Regions from separate parts of the Muntiacus reevesi genome. Here all the other regions are linked to region 1. The links are chromatin contacts, called in public Hi-C maps. All regions are on one chromosome and are shown on one strand. The core of a region is the stretch at or near the end of the contact, and the rest is flanking DNA. Distances in the headings are between cores, read along the strand shown. Region 1 holds the start of BCAS2 (BCAS2 pre-mRNA processing factor). Region 2 holds the start of CSDE1 (cold shock domain containing E1). Region 3 holds the start of NRAS (NRAS proto-oncogene, GTPase).

Evidence for each region. A called contact is a pair of places that touch in the nucleus more often than the background predicts.
Region 2: a contact with region 1 is called in a Hi-C map of muscle, with 5 times the contacts expected there. The contact joins the promoter of CSDE1 here to the promoter of BCAS2 in region 1. A contact is called at or near these places in 2 of 3 Hi-C or Micro-C datasets (blood and muscle).
Region 3: a contact with region 1 is called in a Hi-C map of blood, with 2.9 times the contacts expected there. The contact joins the promoter of NRAS here to the promoter of BCAS2 in region 1. A contact is called at or near these places in 2 of 3 Hi-C or Micro-C datasets (blood and muscle).

What each region holds. Positions count from the first base shown.
Region 1 is chr1:90,935,417-90,938,846 of mMunRee1.1, reverse strand. It overlaps BCAS2 (BCAS2 pre-mRNA processing factor), which reads right to left and starts at 1,529. Exons shown (of 8, transcript XM_065906596.1): 1 at 1,332-1,529; 2 at 1,133-1,225. The coding sequence starts at 1,424. DENND2C (DENN domain containing 2C) reads right to left here. Exons shown (of 19, transcript XM_065906577.1): 19 at 2,382-3,430.
Region 2 is chr1:90,764,476-90,767,905 of mMunRee1.1, reverse strand. CSDE1 (cold shock domain containing E1) reads right to left here and starts at 1,853. Exons shown (of 21, transcript XM_065906467.1): 1 at 1,707-1,853.
Region 3 is chr1:90,799,882-90,803,311 of mMunRee1.1, reverse strand. It overlaps NRAS (NRAS proto-oncogene, GTPase), which reads right to left and starts at 1,535. Exons shown (of 7, transcript XM_065906503.1): 1 at 1,413-1,535; 2 at 793-920. The coding sequence starts at 903. It overlaps CSDE1 (cold shock domain containing E1), which reads right to left. Exons shown (of 21, transcript XM_065906467.1): 20 at 3,392-3,430; 21 at 1,662-2,963. The coding sequence ends at 2,916.

The DNA.
Region 1 (3,430 bases), core at 280-2,779:
TATTTGTGACTGAATGCAATTATCTGAAACTTTCAGAAATCAAGCTAATAAGGACTCATTACTGTCCTTAGTTCTTAATGTGGTAACATCTATATTTGGGTAACAACATTTAGAAAAAATCATGGGAAAACAAGTGTGTCAGTAGGAACCTCTCTCTTCTACTTAAAACTTAACCACTATTTTTTTGAGTCCGTGATGCTATCCAACCATCTTATCCTCTACCGCCCACTTCTCCTCACCAACTCAATAGATATGAGTTTGAGTCAGTTCCGGGAGACAGTGAAGGACAGGGAGACCTTGGCGCTGCAGTCCATGGGGTCTCAGAGTCAGACACACCTAAGCGACTGAACAATTAGACCCGGAACAGTATTTTGGATGGGCTTCCTTGGTAGCTCAGTTGGTAAAGAATCTGCCTGCAATGCATAAAATTCGGGTTCGATTCCTGGGTTGGGAAGACCCCCTGGAGAAGGAAATGGCAACCCCACTCCAGTATTCTTGCCTGGAGAATCCCATGGGCAGAGGAGTCTGGCCGGCACCCATGGGGTTGCAAAGTGCCAGACACGACTTAGCGACTAATCTACCACCCACAGTATTTTGGGTGCACTTCTAGGCAAAATATCTAAACGGTTTAGTATGGTTCACTTAGATATTATTTATCTCTACAATCAACGACATACATTCAGTAAATATTTAGGCTTTGAAACAAAGGCCGCAATCCTGTGGCTCTCAGAAGCTTAGGTAATTAGGCTTTTGTGTATTTTAAAAAACAGCCTAGATCACTTGTTTTATACTTAGAGGAAGAGGATCCCTTTGACAATTTACGCAAAAACTTATCTTGGAAAGACGTAACACTAATTTTTGCATTGTTAGGTCAGTCTGTGGAGCCCTCGGAAGTCTTGTGGGTCTCAGAACTCTGGAGGAGGCTTATCTATGCAGCTATTTTCTTTCTTTTTTTTTTTTTTAATGCAGCTATTTTCAACTGACTAACAATACTGACAACAGGGTAAGTAATAGTGAAGCAAGTAATACTTAAGCTGGAATTTACAATTCACTTTTAAGTGAAGGCTTTTAAGGCAAAGGCTCTCGATCCAAAGGGGTTCACTGTGCGCTGGGCTCAAAACATCACACTTACCTCAAAAGCAGAATAATCTGGGGCCGTCAGGTAGCTTAGATAGTTCTTCGTAGGTCGGTATCTGCGAGTTTCCTCCTCCACCAACGCCGCAGCCTAAGAACGAAAAGAAGACAGGGTACGAGCAGCAAATTGTTAGGCACTTCTTCCGGCACTATGGGCCAGCCAGCGCTGAGCCAGTTACACAAAACCCCGAACTTACCGCTTCGCGAACACCAGGCGCTTCGTAACCCTGATCAAAATACGGCAGCGCATCCACCACAACCTCCCCGGCCACCAAACCTGTGCCCGCCATCCTTAGGTTCACTGTAGCTTTCTAAGTCTGCGCCGGTTCAGGTTCACTTCAATACTCCAGTGCCCGACGCTAACGTAATCACGTCGCCTGCGCCCGACACTAACGTAATGACGCCACCTGTGTATCTGCTTTGGCGCACGCCCAGTTGTTAATTCTGAGGGCGCGCCCGCTAGAAATTGCCCGGCCGTTTTTGTTTTGGTCGGATATGACGTCACTTCGTGGTTTCCCAGAGTCCCCGGTACGTCTGTTTCCTGTCCCCGCTTGCTCCATCTTTTTGCCGTCGACTGGCAGCGAAGTGCGGGGCATTTGGGGCTTTCGGTTTCGACCAGGATTCGAGTATCTGGAAGTGGAATCCTTTAAAATTTTTGGAGGGAACTGGCTACAGGATTTGGCAGGGAGAAAGATACTGGGTTCCCATCTCGGCATAACTCCCCTAACCTTCCCCCTCTTCCCTTAAACTTCTTTCCCTTTGCAGTTCCTTGCTGTATTCCCACTATTCTTTGTTCTCGGCGTCCTGAGAAGCTTTGCAGTGACTAAATGCAGGGAGTGGGCTCTAGTCTCCAGTTAAATTGCGAAGCTTTAGGTCTGCAGAAGGAAACGAACCTGATCTCCCCGCCCCAGGGCGAAATGGGTGACTGCACGTTAATCCCATCTTTTAAAAAGGCTGATTTTTGCCTTCGGGGCGTGTCTAAAATCCAGTCATTTTGCCTTTACACTCTTCTCAACGCCTCCAGCCACTTCTGCTATCGCTGATGCCCAGTCTCTGGTCCCTGGCTTCCAGTTCCCTTTGATAGTAGAACTATATACTGTGCCCGATGTGCAAATCTAGACCCCGACTTCGCCAAGAGCTTGAAAATGTTGGCCACGGTTATTAGGCTTGGTTACTCTAGGATCGTTTATCCTTTACCTACTTTTAGATAAGTGTGTTAGCTATAGATTTAAATGAAGTAAAAGATCTTTACAATTTAAGCAGTTTTATTTCAAATTCTCCAAGAGACCCATGGTATTTTTTTGTGTTTATTCATCTGTGAATAAAAGATCTGTGAATAACATTTTATACAAATCTTGAGCGATTATCTTACAAACATGTCCAGAATTCGTAATTCTTTACAAAAACAAAACAAAACAGACTTAAGGAAGCAGCTTCAGATGGGAGGGATAAAAATAAGACTCCCATTCCTGAAGTAAATGGCTCCTCACAGAGGGATAAACACTCAATTCCCAGTTACTGATTGTTCCCTCAGGGTGGGAGTGTCAGAAGAGACCAAATGGGGAAATGTCTGGTAAAAGTCCCACCGGGGTAAGCTGCTTAATAAACTTTTTTTTCTTTTTTAAAGACAAGGGCTCAGTTCTATTTTATGGACCCACATCTGTAGTAATTGTATTATACAGCACCCATTTTACATGTTGTCTGTTTCAGATCCATCCACACACACCTGAATGGGTTGTAATGACAATACTGTACAAGTAAGTAAGTTGTATCATAACACAACAATGTTTTAAGTTTGAATATTTTTTATGCAGTTAAAGCCATCAGCAGGAGTTGAAGAAAACAAACTGACACTTGCTATAGCATTTATCAATTAAAATTACACCATGGCTGACAAATTTCTCTTTCAAATCACTGCTACTACTTTAGATATTAAAAGTTGGGGTGATAATGTGGTGTGTGCCCAGGAAATGTCCATATTCTGAGTCCAATTTAGAGAAAAAGCCCAACATTTCTAAAAGAACCAAGAAGAGAGTCTCAGCTGAACACGTGTAGCATGATGTCCTGTATCCTCAGAGCTGCAAGTTGGCTCTGGCACACTTCAGCTTAAAAAACAAAACAAAAAAAAAAACCCTTTTCCAATAGCTATAATCCCACAGAGCCCAATTTTCTATCTGTAGGAATAACCAGCTTTGTGTTAAAAAATGAATAGTCCTGGCTTCAGTTTATTTAAACTCTCTGAATTCCACTTTCTTCATCAGTGAAATGAGAGATGCGAACAGTTGATTTAAAGACT
Region 2 (3,430 bases), core at 604-3,103, 170 kb after region 1:
TTACTTTTCAACTCAGCTGCTATAAATACTCATCTCGATGGTAAGCATCCAGAGCAGCTGCAAAATCACTCAAACCACTACCATCTCTTTTATTTCGGGCCTACGGCTAAAAGGAAAAAAAAAAAAAACACAAAGTTGAACATTTTTCAAGATTTTATGACTCAAGCCTATGCCTGTTCAAGTATATAAACCCCCTCCTGACCCACACCATGAATACCCAAAAATGGTTAGTACCAAAATGACACCAAGGCATTTTACTGGCCCTCAATGTAGTATTGAAAATGCTCGCCTTCTAGAAACTCAAGAAAATTACTCAGCGTTTTGAAACAGAGTAACTTATATTTGCGCCAATAATTTGATAAATACATTTTACAGATTAATAGCTCTAGTCAAAAGCTGCCAGTTAACACCGTCCTCATAAAAAGCTTAATCTCTGACAGGAAATATTTCAAGATTTAACTATCATAGTATCTCTGAGCGTCCTCCCTCCTGCTTTATCCTGCCTACCAAATGTTTAAGAGGACCACATTCTTTCGCTCATTTTAGGTGCAAAACAAGGAAATTACCTCGGACAACAACGTTCAGCCTTCTGTATTTGCGGAATGAAGGCTATTTTAGAGTGTTCCCTGCCTTACTTGTAAGTTAAGCAAGGGAGGAGCTATCCGGGTGTTTCCAAAGCAAAACCTTAAGGCAAAAAAGAACCGTGGTACTAAGATCTCCTACTTAGGATAGAATGGTAAGAACCTCGAAGGGTCTGCGACCAGAGCTCTAAAAAAACTACACAGAATGACGACGTCAAGTCTTTCATTGCACAATATGGGCCAGGCTCTTACACCATAAGAACCAGAGAAGGTGGTAAGAAGAACGCCACTGAGCTCTCAAAAGAGTCTGTTTTAACCCTAGAATTAGAGGGGTGAGAGCCCTGTGCCTAAGTTCAGAGGCCGGTTCTCTTTCTCAAGAAGCTAAAGGAGAGGGTTAGACGGGGAAGCTAGGGTTGAGACCCAGGATAAACAGCTCTGGGTGAATGGCAATAAAGATGACACTTCGGCTGGGCTACCGTGCCAGAAGTGGCCGAAGAATGGAGGTGTCTCTAAGCAACTTAGGTAGAGCGGGGTCTCAGTTCATACACAAAGGAAGGGCCACTGCCGCACTGCGCTCTGCTACTGGTAGGCAGATCCGCAAGCAGGTGACGGCTAAGAAACTATAGTGTCCAAAGTCAGAGTAGGCCGCTCTCCTCTGCCTCTGGCTCTTCCAGTCTCACACAAAGGACCGCGCCACCACCCCCTCGCCCCGCCCGCCGGGACTTGTAGTTCTCGTTTCCCCCACCAAGCGGCTGAGGGGGAAACAGCCAGACTACAACTCCCAGCAGCCTCCGCGCCCGAGCCCCGCACCCCTGCCTCCATCTTGGCTGCGGTCGGAGCCTCCATTTTCGCTCCCTCCCCCCACTTTAGTCACCAGCACCACCACGCGCTGCCGCCTGGCCTCCAATCTTCACTTCGGCTCTGCAGCCTGATGTGAGGCCTAGACAGTTGAACGGGGGACGGGTGGAAAAGCCCGGGGTGGGGACTCAGGGCGAAATGTAATCTACACGAGGCTCTAGAAGTGCCCACCCTGACTCAGAGGTCTCTCCCGTTTGTCTTGATTTTTTCATCCGCCCTTAACTTGGCTTCCTGCTATCCCCAATTGGACCCTGAGGTCGTACTCACCCCAACAGCTCAGCGCCCCCTCTCCAGCGCCGCCATAAGCAGCACGGCCCGGTACGTAGGAATAAATCTCGCTTCTCTCGCGAGAGTTGCAGACTCCGAGCGCGTGCACAGGAAGGGGAGGGGGAGTGTATCCTTAGTACGCCTGCGCACGAGGGCTGAATGACGCCAGCGGTGCGCTGTGCTTAACCACAACGGAGGTGGTGTCTAAATTCCCCTAGATCCCCTCCCCCTTGAGTTGCGGAAATCAATCTGTGTTTACTGACTCCACTGGGACTCAAGGGGTGGGGTGTAGGGTGACTTTCAGTGTCTCTGATCTTTGCAAACTTGAATATGCTTTAGGCTGTGAGACCAGGGTGAACCTCCAGGGAGAACAATTTGGAGGACGTATCAGAAATGTCATATAAAGGATTCTCCTTCCTCGGCAGTAATCCAGAAGTTCGCAAACCGCAGTTTCATTTTTTTCACATTGGAGGCTTTCTTGTCTGCTACATTAGAGTGGAATTTTATTTAGTATAGAGTTAGATTTTTAGCAAGGTACTTTGAAAACCTTAAGTGAGAACTTTATCTCCCATAAACTGTGTTGCTTGCAACAGACAGTGAGTGAGCAAGGTATCATGGCCATTAAACTCCTTCAACTGACCTTTCTAGTTACTGGAAGGTGTTCATAGTGTGATCCACGGGACTGAATCGGTAACCAAAAGGTTGAAATCAGGGTAAATGGATGATTTATCTCACAAGGAGAGAGGGTAGGAGGGAAATGTTAATTCTAACCACAGAAAAGTTCAATGAATTACACCTTGCCAAACATCAGGCAGTCCCCTTTGGTGAGAGGAATGCTTTTCACATTCTGTGGCTCTCTCGCTTGAGAACACTGGATAAAAAATGACCAGTCATGCTTCTGAGAACTTGCCCACCCACTTTATTTTCCCTCTCAACACTTACTTGTCCTGCATCACATATGTGTCATCGCTGGGATGTGTAATAGTAACAACAAATGGACATGGTGCTGTCCTCAAGGAACTTTCAGTCTAGCATCATTTAATCACAAAACCAAAATCTGAACATACACATTGAAATAACTGCAATGAAGGAAAGGTGCACAGTGTTATGAGAGTATGTAACCTTGGATTATAAGAGGAGGTAGTATCTTATTTCCGAAGTTCAAAGATGTTTTATCCAACTCTTCTGCTATTGGTCTAATCCCACAAGATGCCCCTTCTCTTTGATGCTTACCCGCTCCACCACAGCTTTCCCAGGCTTCACTGTTAATGCTTTCATAGTTCACTCTGTTTTTGCTAGTTTATACTAGCTAGTGATACTTTAGAACAGGGCCTGTGACATTCATTTTTACATCGCTTATCCTGGCAATGCCTGACATAGACAACCTTCAAAAGTTTGTTGAATGAATAGCACTGAACAACAATGTAAGAAGTTATTAGAAAGTGGAGTGTTCTGTTGGGAAGTATGGAATGTAAATACATCAGACTAGTTGTTTTGTTTCCTCTGTCCAAATCTTAAATTGAGATTTCTCCTCCCCAGCAATAGATCCGTTTGGATACTCTAATCTAATGTTATGGAGAAACTGCCCTGGGCTCTTGCACTAGAAATAAGGTCATGTGAAGCTGGGCTAAAAGTAGAATTAGGTCTCATATCACAGCAATGGGAAATATAAAAAATAATAGCCTCACTAAATTCTATAAGTACAAATCCTATTAATGAGAATA
Region 3 (3,430 bases), core at 286-2,785, 140 kb after region 1:
TGGAGATAGCTTGCATTAAACACTTAGTGGTTGGGTAGTACAAAGACCAGGGTGGGGACTAAAATAATCTCTAGAGTTTGACATTTCTAAATTGAATAAGGTTACAAACTATGTAAAGGGCTTTAGATGCCACTTACTGAAATCAATCTGTAACATGAACTCCTACAAAAACAACAGAATCCTTAAATAAGTAATAATTACACTGCATCAGCATCCATAAAAATGTAACACACTTGATTTTTCACATTGCTTGTGTGTCAGGCAAGACAAATTTATGGTACTTTACTAGATGAAGAGAGTGATTGCTCACTGTCACATAACTAATAAACTGAAAACAGGATGGTACTCCAAGGCACAGTGACTCAAAATCTCATGCTCTTTCTACCTCAACCCACAGTCTCAGTTGCTTCAACTAGCTAAGAAACACCTAGATCTCTCAATCCTTTTTCTCCATCCTGCTATTATTCAGGTATTTATGCTATGACCTGTGTTCTTTTTAACAGAGCTGTCATATGTGAAGAAACTAAACGAGTTCAACAGTGAGTTGTTTACAAAACGGTTAAAAACTGTAAACTTTTTATAAAATCTTCAGCAGCTAATAAAAATGAACTCTTTCCCACAGACATGTAAAAAAGCTTAATTTATTGTATTACTAAACACAGAGCCCCAAATAACTTTTTCTCTTCTGATTATTCCTTTAGCTAAAGAACAGCTGAAGGGTACGGGGAAGAGAATGCGTAAGACTAAATGCAAACAGAGAGGTACGGTCAGCGGACCACCACTGGGCCTCACCTCTATGGTGGGATCATATTCATCTACAAAGTGGTTCTGGATTAGCTGGATTGTCAGTGCACTTTTCCCGACACCACCTGCTCCAACCACCACCAGTTTGTACTCAGTCATTTCACACCAGCAAGAACCTGTTGGAAAGCAGCAATTAGGGTTAACTGGCGAACCACAGAACTTCAAAGCTTTCTGTAATCAATAGTAACTAAAACCAGAATTTGAAATGGATTGGTTCCGTACACGTTCATCTCCACTTGGTTCTCAAAGTGATTCAGGAGTGCAAAAACACTTGCAGGTTACTGTGGATCTCAGAATTCTGGATTAATCTTCCAGCTACCCTCACCCTCGGTTTCAAGACTTTGGGCCCCGCCCTCAGCCTAAGGGAAAGGAAACCCCCTTTCCTACTCCTCCTGTAAATCTTTTCAGGTTTGGGGGGCGGCCGCCAGGCTGTCTCCCTTTCTTAGTCCCCAACCCCCTTTCTCCAGAGAACTCCTCCGTAGGGCTCAAATCGAAGGACACCCCCGCCCAGGGCCTTTGTCTTCAGTTCGTAGATTCCGCTCGATTTCTGGCAACAAGGAATTATCACTATGCTCGAAAGCTGAACGCTACACACGCCAGAGCCTTACCTCTAGCTCTACTGCCTCCACTTCGGATAGATTACGACCACAACCGGGAAAATTGTTGGGAGACCCCGGAACCGCCATGAACAGCCCCCACTAGGGAGCGGCACTTCCGGCCCCGCCCGATACGTAATCAGTCTGCGCCCAAGTCCCCGCCCCGGCCACGTGGGCCTCTGACCCAGGAGTCACGCGGCAGGCCGCACCCAGACCCGCCCCTCCCATACAGGACGTTTTAATAATGAAAGCGCTAGGTGCTAGTGTCTCAAAAATCAGTAAAACTTTATTCGCTTCCATTCTTTCGCCATTAACAGAAAACTGGAGAAAGCAAAATGTTATGTGTTTACAAAGATAAATGGCCTCTTTACCCAGAGAAGATCAAAACCTCAAACGACAACGGGGAAGATAAAAACACCCTCCCCCACATCCCCTGAGCTGACCCATGTCATCTTAGACAAAGCCTTCAGTCCACTGGCCAGGGACCTTGTATATGGCCAATTCAAGATGAGGGCCAAGAAATCAGACCAATCCGTTCCCGTGATAAAAAGTCGAACAGAAGCTACACCAAGGGTCAAGTGCCTGTATTTTTACAGGACACAGGAACCAGGCGGCTACTTATAAAAAAAACAAGATTCATTTCAGGCACAACTTTTTTATTATTTTTTCTTTTGTTTTGTTTTGAAATCAGTAAAAGAAACTGGGTCCTATAAGCTGCAGTGATCTAAGCAGCAGCAAGTTTGTGCATTCGTCTTTTTGTTTTTGTTTAAATACGTTTAAATTATCACACTGCTGGCACACCTCATTTGCATGAAATTCTGCACCATACATACTAATTGTAGTAAAGTTACCCCCCCATGCCAGGAAAAAAAAAAAAAAACTACTCTGGAAGATAATTTTCACTGAAATCTAACCAAACTTCGTTAAGTGGACTGTGACAAGATTATAAATGATATGAAAAATAACATTTTAACATTTGGCCATCAACTTAAGGAAATGGTTTGCCTATATAAATTTTGGTAATTTTTAATATATTCTACCCTCATATGGTCCTCAGAATTAAAGCATAATAAACAGAAAAGGAAAAAGAATGTAACTGAGTGCTAAGGCAGAAATTTTGCCAGAAGTAATGAAGGTAGAGTATATACTAAATATCAAGTGCAGAATTTCATAGGGCCAACAAGTTAACAGTCTATATTTTTCTCTTACACAGGCGAAGTGGATTCTGTAATTACCAGTTGCGTTAAATGCACCAAATAAAGCTCCTAAAATTGATACTATAAGGCGCCACCTTAAGTTTTCCAGGCTGCAACTGTGCATAATTTTAAAATGGTTTTCTTAAATTTATTTATTTTTTTAAACATAACACGAGGAAGGTGTTAAAACTGGTGTAATAGCTCAATAGAATAAGTATTCCAGATTTTGGGAGGGATGAAGAGGGAGATATTCAGAACCCTTCACCAGAATCCCCCCAACTTGATCATAGTGGATTAATGATGTGCTTTGTGGATGTGGTTAGTCAATGACACCAGCTTGACGGATCTTTCTTTCTGCACCAAATCCCTGTGAAGAAATAAAATCACAGTTAATGACCCAGGTGCATGACAATGGTTAATTTCACAATCCCAAAATGTAACATGATATATTTATCACATATATGTATGTGTGATATTAATATATAATACCAAAGTATTACTCTCTATCACCACCAATTCTTTTGCAGAGGAGGAAATCTATAGTAAGCTCTCCCGATCTATTACCTAAACTATGTTCAAAGTATCAGAACATCAAGAAATGTTCCTCTTATTGTAAGCAACCATTATGTTAGGGGCTGACCCGATGTGCAGGGATCCTAACTGATTATGATAGTGATATTTGAAGCACTTTGAAAATTAAGTCCTTTGAGCCATGCTAAAATAGGAGGACCTCAAGTAGTATGTTGGTTTATCAGTTGCCCCCATTTCCCCCCTAAAACTTGTATGCCCTCATACCATTGAGTTATCTGGTCCCCTTGGCTGACGAAGAACCAT